4 separate regions of the Mus musculus genome follow, and regions 1, 2 and 4 are each linked to region 3. A link is a contact called in public HiChIP or PLAC-seq and promoter capture Hi-C data. All regions are on one chromosome and are shown on one strand. Each heading gives the region's core, a stretch centred on a gene start, on an enhancer-like site or on the middle of the called end of the contact. The rest is flanking DNA. Distances are from core to core; before and after follow the strand shown. Region 1 holds the start of Lingo4 (leucine rich repeat and Ig domain containing 4). Region 2 holds the start of Selenbp1 (selenium binding protein 1). Region 3 holds the start of Tuft1 (tuftelin 1). Region 4 holds the start of Pi4kb (phosphatidylinositol 4-kinase beta).

What was found. Promoter capture Hi-C pulls out the DNA fragments that hold promoters and counts their contacts. HiChIP or PLAC-seq counts read pairs in DNA pulled down with a chosen protein or histone mark.
Region 1: a contact with region 3 is called in a promoter capture Hi-C map of liver, with 2.8 times the contacts expected there. The contact joins the promoter of Lingo4 here to the promoter of Tuft1 in region 3. A contact is called at or near these places in 13 of 39 promoter capture datasets (the 3T3-L1 cell line, the C10 cell line, the HPC-7 cell line and 7 more) and 1 of 9 other capture datasets (adipose tissue).
Region 2: a contact with region 3 is called in a FOXA1 HiChIP or PLAC-seq map of pancreatic cancer cells. The contact joins the promoter of Selenbp1 here to the promoter of Tuft1 in region 3. A contact is called at or near these places in 4 of 39 promoter capture datasets (embryonic stem cells, hematopoietic stem and progenitor cells, hippocampal neurons and 1 more) and 2 of 115 datasets of contacts at active chromatin or transcription factors (pancreatic cancer cells and stem cell-derived neural progenitor cells).
Region 4: a promoter capture Hi-C map of the HPC-7 cell line shows a contact between it and region 3, with 2.8 times the contacts expected there. The contact joins the promoter of Pi4kb here to the promoter of Tuft1 in region 3.

The regions. Positions count from the first base shown.
Region 1 is chr3:94,397,855-94,400,554 of GRCm38.p6, reverse strand. It overlaps Lingo4 (leucine rich repeat and Ig domain containing 4), which reads right to left and starts at 1,336. Exons shown (of 2, transcript NM_177250.2): 1 at 1,074-1,336. The coding sequence starts at 1,138. It overlaps Rorc (RAR-related orphan receptor gamma), which reads right to left. Exons shown (of 11, transcript NM_011281.3): 11 at 2,279-2,700.
Region 2 is chr3:94,931,819-94,934,518 of GRCm38.p6, reverse strand. Selenbp1 (selenium binding protein 1) reads right to left here and starts at 1,436. Exons shown (of 12, transcript NM_009150.3): 1 at 1,357-1,436. The coding sequence starts at 1,360.
Region 3 is chr3:94,657,429-94,660,128 of GRCm38.p6, reverse strand. It overlaps Tuft1 (tuftelin 1), which reads left to right and starts at 1,257. Exons shown (of 13, transcript NM_011656.3): 1 at 1,257-1,404. The coding sequence starts at 1,345.
Region 4 is chr3:94,973,416-94,976,115 of GRCm38.p6, reverse strand. Pi4kb (phosphatidylinositol 4-kinase beta) reads right to left here and starts at 1,385. Exons shown (of 11, transcript NM_175356.3): 1 at 1,031-1,385. It overlaps B230398E01Rik (a long non-coding RNA gene), which reads left to right. Exons shown (of 4, transcript XR_003954666.1): 2 at 1-767.

The DNA of each region.
Region 1 (2,700 bases), core at 87-2,586, 260 kb after region 3:
TCGGGACTTTGAGGCTTCAGGTTTTCTGGGCTCTGTGGCGTTAGCTTTCTGCTGTGTGTCCTATTTTCTCGCATGTAGAATACAGGAGGAGCTGCAGCTCTCCTTTCCTTCCTACACTCCAGGAGAATCATTCTGGAGACTCTCCTCCAGCCACTTCAGAGGATAACGCAGTTGGGAAACTAAAGAAAGATACCAAGTTCAGTCCTCAGTATGGACGCAGAGGAAAGAGCAGAAGGGATACAGGACACTGTTGTGGGATCACTTGGGGAGGGGAAAGAGTAGCAAGGGGCAGCAGCAGCTGTCTCTCTCCTCCCCCTTTCAGGGCCTAATGGGCATCTGTGTGGTACTAAGAGTTCCCAGCCTCTCCTGTCCACCTGACAGCTAGCCCTTCATCACTGTTGCTGCACTTCCTGTTCATCACTTCGCTCTGCATTCAGCAAAAGTGCAGTGAGGCGTGTGTGCCAGCGCCCTTTCTCCTGCTTACATGAGTTTTCTCTTTGTCCCCAAAGCCTGCTAGCCCAGTGGCTGGGGGACTTAGGGTCAACATCTTTTATTTATAAGGTGGCCAATTTAATCAGTCTTCCTTTGTTATCCTCTATGACTACAGGACTGGTCTCTGGTCACTTTGCAAGAAGAGATGGATGGATGTTACAAAACTCTTTCTCTTCCCCTGGGGTCTAGAGTCTGGGGCACTGCCCCCTCAGGGAGATGGAGCTTTCTTGTCTATGTGGCAGCCACAGATTCATTCGAGCACATATCCACTTTAAAGCATGCCAGATTGAGGCATGGGGACCTGCATGGTGAAGGGGCACTTAGGAGAGAGATTTTTGGAGTATCCACACAGATTAGGAGGGCAGCTTTTTAGAGGCTAAAAAAAGCGGGGGGGGGGGCTCCTTGGACTCTCCCTACCAGGGGTACCTGGGACATTTTAGTTTTCCAATCACAGGATGAATGGTCAGCTAGGGTAGAGGGGAAGCTCTCTTTCCTGTAGGCTATTTAACATGGCCTTGTCTTTGAGAATGCCATGGGAAAGGGCAGCTGAGACGTGCCCACAGAGGGGCAGGGGCACTTACCGGAGAAGCTGGGGGGTGGCATCAAGTTGGGCGCTGCATCTCTCCAGGGCTGGGGCCTGTCCCATCCGAGCTGCACCTTGGCCTCTCCACCTTCCCCGTGTGTCTGAGTCCCCACTCCCCACTGCCCGGCAGCCTGCCGCATCAGCCGGCTGGCAAGACTGCTGTTGCTGCCGCCGCTACTGCGGTCGCGCTGCCAAGACCAAAGGAGAGAAAAGAGCCAGGAAGCATTTTTTTCTTTTTTTTTTTTTTTCCCTCCTCTTCTCTCTTTTTAAACCAGAATGAGTCTGCAGCAACCCTGTTGGTGCAAAATAAATAAATAAAGCAACCAGGGAGGGCTGCAGCAAGCGCCACTACGGGATGACGAATCGAATCGGGGGAGGAACTGAAGAGGGGACCCAGGGCTGGGGCAGGGTCTGCTACGGAGACAGCCTGGGAAGCTTGAGAGAGTTTTGACATCCTGGTTCCTCCTGGGGAGCTAGAGAGCTCCCGGGACACCGCTTCCACAGCCTCTAGTCTTTTAGATGCAGGGCAATTCTGTGCAATTTCTAAATCTAAACGGGCCTGTGGGTATCATTTGTTGGAAGTTCTTAGTCTAGAATACCTTCCTTCAGTTTAGCTTGCCATTTCTCTTGTGTCAGGTATCTGAGCACCAGTCTCCCTGGTGGATTGCTTAGCTGAGGGAGAATCTTGGGCGGTGTGTGTGTGTATGTGTGTGTGCTAAAATTCTTATAAAACAGATAAATTGCTGGCTTGACACAGAAACAAAACTGCAGGGCAAGCATGTATCCTAGGCAGTCACATTCAAGTCTCCCAACACCCGACATGTGTGCCCTGCACCCTTGTACAAGCACGCAGGCACGATACACTTCCAGCCTTTGAAATCGTTTTATAAAGAATGGCACAAGTTGGGATTTATGTTTACTTGGCTAAACCCTTCCTCTGAGAGAAAAAAAAAAAAAAAAAAAAAAAAACCTCCCTCCCTCTCATCTGCTGCTTATACCTCCTAGGAGAGTCTGCAGCTTTACAAAACTGAGAGAAATTCTGAGCAAGACTATGGAGGAGAAACAGGTCCCTGTCCTGTTCCTAGTCTCTCCATCATGTGGAGTCAGCAGCACACAGGTACAGAGCAGGGGATGGCGCTGCCTTCCTTCCTCATAGCGTAGAGACTGAAGTCAAGGGCATCTTCCCGGGTGCTGGTCCTTGGGTTTTCCGGCTGGTTAGTATCCGGTCCTCTGCTTCTCTTAGGGACAGAGGACAGCTGGAGCTGGGATGAATTCTGGTGTCCTGTATGAATTAGAACCTCAGGCTTCTCAGAGCTGCAACCTCAAGGAAGAGATTGTGTGCCAGAGGGAAAGTCTACAGAATGGTGTCACTGGGGGCAGAGCCTCTGTGTGCTCCACCTGTGTGGATGTGTGTCTCTGATTAGACTGCTAACGAATCTGACACTTTTAAAGTGTGCAAAGAGGTTTCCATTCTAATTTTTCCAGTGATGTTTTTCTTCATACCCAAACCCCATAAAACAGTTATCTTGGGACCTTATCTCCACCCCACCCTCATTCTTTACACATCCAGGCATTTTAGGTCCCAGAAAACAGGCAGAGGGGGTCAACAACATTTCTTAACTAGG
Region 2 (2,700 bases), core at 187-2,686, 270 kb before region 3:
ACAAACAAACAACCCTAACAACAATAACAACAACAACAAATTCTGTTCTAGGACTCAAGAAACGGCTCAGGGGTGAAGAACACACCCATGGAACTCAGAACTGTCTGGCACCTTCTTCTGGCCCCAGTTGGCACTAGATACGTATGTGCTACACATGAACATACAGAAATGTTCATAAAATAAAAACATCTTTAAGAAGAGGAGAGAAGCCGGGCGGTGGTGGCACACGCCTTTAATCCCAGCACTTGGGAGGCAGAGGCAGGCAGATTTCTGAGTTTGATGCCAGCCTGGTCTACAAAGTGAGTTCCAGGACAGCCAGGGCTATACAGAGAAACCCTGTCTCAAAAAAACCAAAGAAGAAGAAGAAGAAGAAGAGGAGGAGGAGGAGGAGGAGGAGGAGGAGGAGGAGGAGGAGGAGGAGGAGAGAAGTGGAGGAGGAGGAGGAAGAGGAGGAGGAGGAGGAGGAGGAGGAGGAGGAGGAGAGAAGTGGAGGAGGAGGAGGAGGAGGAGGAGAGGAGTGGAGGGAGGAGGAGAGGAGTGGAGGAGGAGGAGGAGGAGGAGGAGCAGGAGGAGGAGGAGGAGGAGGAGGAGAGAAGTGGAGGAGGTTTATCCCACCACCCAAGGCTTGGTCCAGGCTGCTAGGTTGCCTGGGGTACCATCTTTCTCTGTGTGGCATCCTCCAGTCTTAAGCATTTTAAGCAAGGTCTATGACATTTTGAGTTTGGAGAATCCAGGCAAAGTTCAAGTGGGTTTTCAGGGTGGCCACTGGTCTTTCTACTAGCCCAGGGAAGAGCCAGCAATAAGGGGAGCAGGGCCTCAACATTCCTTCTGAAACCCAGACTCTCAGACTGATACCCAGGAGCTCGCAGGCAAAAGGATAAGAGGGCTGTGGGACTTGGGAGGGGCGCAGAATCAGGCCCTCAGTGCGCTAGTGTGGCTGCCCCTGACTTCCCCCATTGACTGGTGATATGAAGCAGCTTGAGAGATCCAGGCTGTGATGATTGTTCTTTTGTAACACCCGCCCCCCAACCCATTGACCCCGTGCTAAAACCAGAATCGTCTATTTACGAGGGTGACAAGCTGCACCGCTCCTGCCCTGCCCCTACCGAGGTCGGGTAGGATTCACAAAACCACCATTTCTGGTGGTCCCTTTCTGTTCCTTAGAACTTAGGCCAGGCTGAAAAATAGTGTGCATGAAGCTTTCACTTGAGCTGCTATGCGCATGCCTGTAGGGTAGGAACAAGAGTCCAACTCTTTTGTCACTGTCCTCCCCACAGTTCCGGGTCATTTCCTGGAAGGAGGAGGACCCTCCAAACTACGGGCAGCCTACACATGGTTTGAGACCCTTTTCCTTACCCATGCTGCTGGCTGGCTGACACTCGGGTCCTGCAGGATTTGCCAGGAACGAGCAGAGGCTCAGCAGAGACCAGTGCTGGTATTAAGTGCGGACTGCACAGGCAAGGGGCAAAGGGAGGGAATTTATGCAACCAATTGGGGGAGAGGTGGAGCAAGGGGAGGGACCTGGCTGCCTTCCAGGGTAAACTATAAAGGGCAGCTAGCCAGGAAGCTGTCAAGTGGCCTGGCTGTTGAAATTACAGGGTGTGTGTGCACGCACGCACACTTGTGCACATGTGTACGTGTATATACACATGCAAAAAACATCTGAGCCATTTTTGGATGCCTGGGTCTGTATCAAGTTTGTGTGCCTGTGTAGCCTTCTCCTGTGGGTTCCTATGCATGTGCCTTTATGTTTGTGTATGCACGGGTGTGAATTTGTATGTGCTTCTGCCTGGACGTGTATATGCCTGTGTGTGCCCATGTGAGCAGGAACCGTGTGAGAGGAGTGTTTATATGTATGCATTCACATGTTCCTGTGCCTTCAAATGCTCGTTTATGTGTCTGGCCATGCCCATGGACATTTCAGGGACCTGTTTGTTCCCACTGCTGCATCGAAAGCCAGCTTTCTCTGAAGATTGTCCTCTTCTTCTAGACATTCATGCTCCAAGAAACAGTTCTGATCACCCAGACCCCTCCCCCAGGCCTTTCCACAGCAGCTGCCCACAGAGCCAAGGCTGTAATATACACCAGTAAACCATTGCTTGCTGAAGAACTCTTTGTTTTTTTTCAGTAATTTATTTATTTTTATTCACTTTGCATTGGGATTGAAGCCCCCCTCCCCCTCCTCTCCACCCAGTCCTGCCCTTATAAATCCCTCCCCCTGTTACTCCCTCCCCACCACCTTGGGTCACCCCATCCTGGGACATCTAGTCCCAACAGGATTAGACATATCCTCTCTCACTGAGGCCCATTAACAGGGCTCCTCAAAGCTAGGCTGAGGCCTGATCCTGTTAACCCCGTGCAGGGCTGCCCTTCACCTAGGAAAGTGTGGGTTTGAAGGGCTCAGCAGGAGGACTATGTAACACTCTCTCCCATGGAGCCCGGGCTGCCACTGTCCTCAGTGTGAGGTGCTTGCCCAGGGAAGGCTCCTGTCCACACACTTCAGGGAATCCAACTGTCGGTAGACACTACTTTCATCTTAGATAAAAGCTCTGAAGTGAGGTTCTCATTGAATAGGGAAATGGGTAACGTGGGCTCAAGATAACCACCAGAAGAAATCGCTCTAGGTACAGTTATGATAGAGAGAAGGCCTCTGGTGGCAGGGCTGGAGCTCACGTGACACATTTTAAGCCACGTTTTACT
Region 3 (2,700 bases), core at 8-2,507:
GTCAAGACAGGTTAAATAAAGAGGTGTGTATTTGAGCCTACAGTTCCAGAGGGGTAAGAGGTCATCGCCATCATGGTAGAAAGGTGATAGCTGAGATCTCAAACCACAAGCAGGAAGCAGAGAGCAAAGTAGGAATGGTGGGAGTCTTTGAACTCTCAAAGCCTGCCCCAGTGACTTGGTTGTCCAGCGAAACTACATTTCCGCAATCCCCCAATTAGTACCTCCAACTGGAAACCAGGTATTCAAATGACCGAGCCTGGTGGGGGGGGGGGGGGCTTTCCCAGTCAAAGAACCACAAATGCCTTTTTTGAGGATAGAGAAAGGACCAGAATTGAGTTTTTCTCCTATTCTGGTCACTGATGTCCCTAGTGATTATCTTCCAGGTATAGACAGAGCTTTGTATCCATTCATCACTGGCAAGTGACTCAGAGTCCAGTCTAGTCCCCGCCCACCTCGTTTCCCCACACCCACCCTAACACTTTAAGGACCTAGATGTTCACCAAAACGAATTGCTACCTCTAGTGGTACTGCCTATTCAATCGGATTAGACCTTACACACCGCGCCTGCTGTCCCTGTGACCATCACACAGTGAGATAGCCTTCTACCAGAGGTCAGCCCTCAAGATCCCAGCCTAAGCTTGGGAAGCAACTGCCTTTGGTGCCACTAAGACTCTTTCTCTAGGGTGCAAATTCCTTTTAAGGTCATGTGTCCCGCCTCTCCCTACCATATAAGTCTAGTTTCTGCAAAGCAAGCCCCACCCAGAGCTTAGCTGGCTTTGACTTCGACCTGGGCTACTTGCCAGGAAAAAGCACCTGCCAGACTGGCTTAGACTAGTCCGAGTGAGCTGGTCTTTGGTGCCTGCCTTTCTACCTGTGTGGTAGAACTCTGAGGAAAGATGTACTCAGCTCTAAAAAGCCTACAGGCTGGCTTACATTTCAGGAAAGACCACAGAAGCTTGTGCAAGCCCCAACTCAGACGACCAGACCGATTCTTTCCCGCACCGAACCTGGAAAACTGAAAGGAAAAAGACCAATGAGATACCACAAGATACCTTGTCGTACCCTTAGTAAAATTCCTAAGCGGTCACCCGACCTTCACTCCCAAGCCTCACCTTTACGTAAATCGTCCATAGCACGGGTAGGCGAGTCCTGAAGCCTCTTGGCACCGCCCACCTCTCGCTTCCGCTCTACCTCATTGATAAATACCGCCCTGGGCGTGGCCCATCTTCAGCCCCGCCCCCGACGCGCCTATACTAGGGGGCGGTTCCGCGCGCGCACCCGCCTGCCGGCCTAGTTTCCCCGGGACCTCGGAGTTGAGGAAGCTCATACGACCTCCGCGTGAAGATGAACGGGACGCGGAACTGGTGTACCTTGGTGGACGTGCACCCGGAGAGCCAGACCGCGGTAGGTCGTCACCTTCACCCCGCCTTCCCACTCAGGCACAGTGGCTTTCCAGCTCCGCCGCTCGCGTGCCTCAGGCTCAGGTAGCCCATTTCACCTGACGCCGGGCTCAGTGCGGTCAGCCCCGCGTCGCTCCGTGGGCTTTTTCCTTTGCCCTGTGGCGGACTGTGGAGTGGGAAGCACAGGACGAAACACTGGCAGCTCCAGGGCTGGGGAGGTCCTGTCCTTGGCGCGGACACTGTAGCCCCGGCTCGGGCATGGGGCGCGTTACTCAGGCGTCTCGTGGGCAGCTAGATTGGGTCGTGGAAGACGCTCGAGGGACCGGATCCCTGCGCTGTTTCGGACGTTGCGCCGGCCCAGGTGGGTTACGCCTTTTCGCGTTTCCCGATGGCCTCAGAACCCCTTCAAAGACTTCTGTGATGGCGATCCTTTTACTAGGAAAGGGGGCAGAGGGTCGAATCCTAGGAGAGAGGGGAGAGCATGAGTGGGCGGGATAGGTCTCAGACAACTACGGAATTGGTACCAGATTCTACCTTTCGCCCAGAGGATTTATGGAGCTCTCCGCTCGACGGTCACCTCTTTTGGATTTCTCCTTTTTTTTTTTTTTTAAATCTTGCTTTTCTGGTCCCCAACCCCCTTTCAGCCAGCCAGTAGCTTCCTTGGTTTTGCTTTCATGTCCAGATGCCAAGTCCCTGTAGGGGAATAAGGGGATGCTGCGGAACTCCAGTGGAGAACTGAACCCACCTGGAGTGGGTTAGGGAGAGAGAGGGGGCATTCTCCAGTGCAATCCAGTCTGCCCTGCTCCCTTTATGCCCTCCTCACTCCCTCACTCCCTTTATGCCACCCTCAACTGACCACATATTTTTTTTTCTCTCCAGAGGGAAAGGCCTGTAATTTGATGCTGCATGTTTCTAGTCGTTGCTGGGGGATCCAAATACTCCATAGATCTGTGCTAATTAATTTATTTCCAAGTTGTTGTGGAGAATGAAATGAGAGCCAAAGTGATGGGGAGTTTGCGCCCCCACCCCCCCCATCTGATTCCTATGCGCCTGCCTGTCTCAGCATGTCCTTGAGGCAAAGCTAACCCAGCTACAGCTGGATTATGGCTCTTCAAAGAATTGTTGTAGAATGGGTGCTCATTTGAAGTTCAGAGTACAGCTGATCATTGAAGTCTGTTCACTGTCTCCTTCGACATTTTTGCCTAGAAATATGGAGGTTTCTTTCACATTACAAGTTTTGACATTGCCCAAAGCCCAGCCCACCCCCCAGCCTACCCCAGGTAAGAGAGGTTGACCAAAT
Region 4 (2,700 bases), core at 136-2,635, 320 kb before region 3:
TTGATAGACTTCTTTAAAAGTTGCTTCATCCTTCAGAAACACACATCTGTCCAGAAAAGCTTGAGACAACTGTGGCTCCCCATCCTCTCACATCTTCTTAGTTCAAGCTTTAGCTGATCTGAAATCATATGTGGAGATAAAAGGCATGATAGAGAACACTTAAAGACCACAGGGAAAACAGAGCCGAGGGAGACAAACATCAGCCGAATCCTGGAGAGAATGTCAAAAGTTGGAAATCCCTGGAGAGAATGTCAAAAGTTGGAAATCACTATCTGTAGGGGTGTTCACGGCAGAGCTTTCTCCTACGGGAAGCCCTCCAGAGGGCTGGAGATTGAGAAAGGGGAAAGAGAAGCCAAAGACAGCTTCAGGTATCATCAGGCACCCTAGAGAGGGGTTGAGGACTAAGGTCAAAGTGGATGGTATCTGGGTATGATGACAGTAGTCTGAGATCCTTTAAGGAGAAGGGAATAGGCAATTCTTGGAAGTCAGGAGCTGGGGGAGTGGGTCATGGTGAGGTCATGGAATTGGAAGCAGAAGAGAGGGATACAATCTGTAGCTGAGGGAAATGAGAACTCTGTGCTGAGATTGCACAGACTCGGAAGAGTGGGGCAAAATAGGAAAAGGGATAAAGGCGGAGTCCATGGAAGAGGCTTGTGAGCAGAAACACAAACGGCGAGGAAGGCAAACATGGATGATATTGTAGAAGGGGTCAAATGTGGAAAAGGTTCACGACTTAGGAAGATAGTTACGGAACAGAGGCAACAGAGGTACGAAGTGTGTGTCCTGCTGGTGGGGAGGTGGAATCCACGGGGCAGAGGGAGGGGCTAAACTGAAGAGGAAGCCAGAAAGCAGAGAAGACTACCCCGGGCCCGAGAGGAAAGGGTGAAGGACCTCGGGGTGCAGCTGCCACCAGGGGGGCAGTTTTGTAGTCGAACCCAGGTCGCGGTAGGCTGGGCGGGACAGGGTGGCAGAAGGACCCCCCCACACACACACACAGGCAAAGGCGACTCACGGGGGAGGAGCCGCTTACCTCCGGGGAACCCTCGCGGAGGGGGTGCAGGCGGTCGGGGTCGGACTGCCGACACCGCCGCCTCAGCAGCAGCGGCCGCTCCCGGGTTCCATTGGCCGCCTGCGCTTCCCTGACAGCGGCCGCGGCGGCTGCTCCAGGCCCCGGCTGCGGGGCTGCCCGCGGCGCCGCCTGAAGGGGCCTTCACGCAACTTCAAGTTGGACCGGACCCCACTAGCAGGACACAAAATAACAATTCCTTGGCGGGTTCCGATGTAAGAGTCCCCTGGGCCCGAGCCTTTCTTCCGGGAGATTGCTTTCCTGCTTCCCGGTGTCAGGACACTACTGATGCCATCGTAATCTGAGTCGAGTGAGCTGCCCGACTCACGCCTGTTCAGAAAGGAAAAGGGGGCGGGGAAGAGCTTTTGGAAGCTAGGGAGGGGGGGCAGGGAGGAGGGGCTTACGGGGGAAGGCGGGCCCTGTGTTTGAGGGCGGGCCTAAGAGACAGGCTTTACTAAGGAAGCCGAGAGGGAAGTAGCGTGGGTAAGATCAGTGGAGGGACGTGGAGGTACCGATATTTTATGTACTTCCAAAAGTGTATGAACATGCAAATTATATATAAACTATTCATTTGCGTAAACCACTGAGTTACCGTAACTGCCACCAGTGGCTTTTTTCTCCCTCTCCTATCCTACGGGATTTCTTTCGTAAGTCAGCCGGTAGGACCCATGCAGGAGGGCCAGAAAACAGACAAGAAAGAGAAGGGACGAAAAAAGGAGTACAATCACCTTCATTTCCCTCTTCCTACTCATCTTTAAGGATGATGCCATGAGTTTGCCCCTATAGCTTCAGGAATGGCCCAGTCCAACCGCCTCAATCTTTCACTGTTTCGCACCATCACTCTGGGACAAGGTGCTGCTTCCAAGGTCACCCCAGCTGCCAAAGCCTTAACAGAGGCTGGACAAGCCAGCTTAGGAAAAGTGAGTGAAATGACAAAAGTTTGGCTTATTCCTTTTCCGAAGGCTACAAAATCATGTGAGACAGGCCTCATAGACCCCTCCCCCCCCCCCCACAATCACTGTCCCAACGCTTTTCCTGGGACTTTTCTTAGTATCTTAGGCCCCTTGTAAGGGTAGGTTTGTTTGACAGGGTTTCTCTGTGTAGCCCTGGCTGTCCTGGAACTCACTGTGTAGACCAGGCTGGCCTTGAACTTAGAAATCTGTCGACCTCTGCTTCCCAAGTGCTACGCCTAAAGACGTGTGCCACCACTGCAGGCGGGTAGGTTCTTAATATTCTACGGGTTGAGCCTAGCTCTTGGGTGACATCTTCATTGCACTTATAAGCTGATTTGAGATCTTTGTTTCCTTTTTTTTTCTTTCCCTTTCTTCTCTAGCTTCCTTCCTATCCTCTTTCCCTTTTTAGAGACAGTCTATTTTTCCCAGGCTGCTTGTGATATTCCTTGGCTCAAGCCACTGGCCTGTGGAACATGTGGGAATATATCCACATGCCCCCAAGCTGGACTAACCCTCAACTTCTGTATAATAATATTGACAATATTATTATAGCACTACATTAACAACAGTAGTATCTGATGTAATAACATTTTCTAAGGTTTGGGGGAGGGGATCAAGAAAGTATGGGTTATAGTACTACATGTCTGTTATTGAAACAGACAAATGGTGAGTGAACCATGC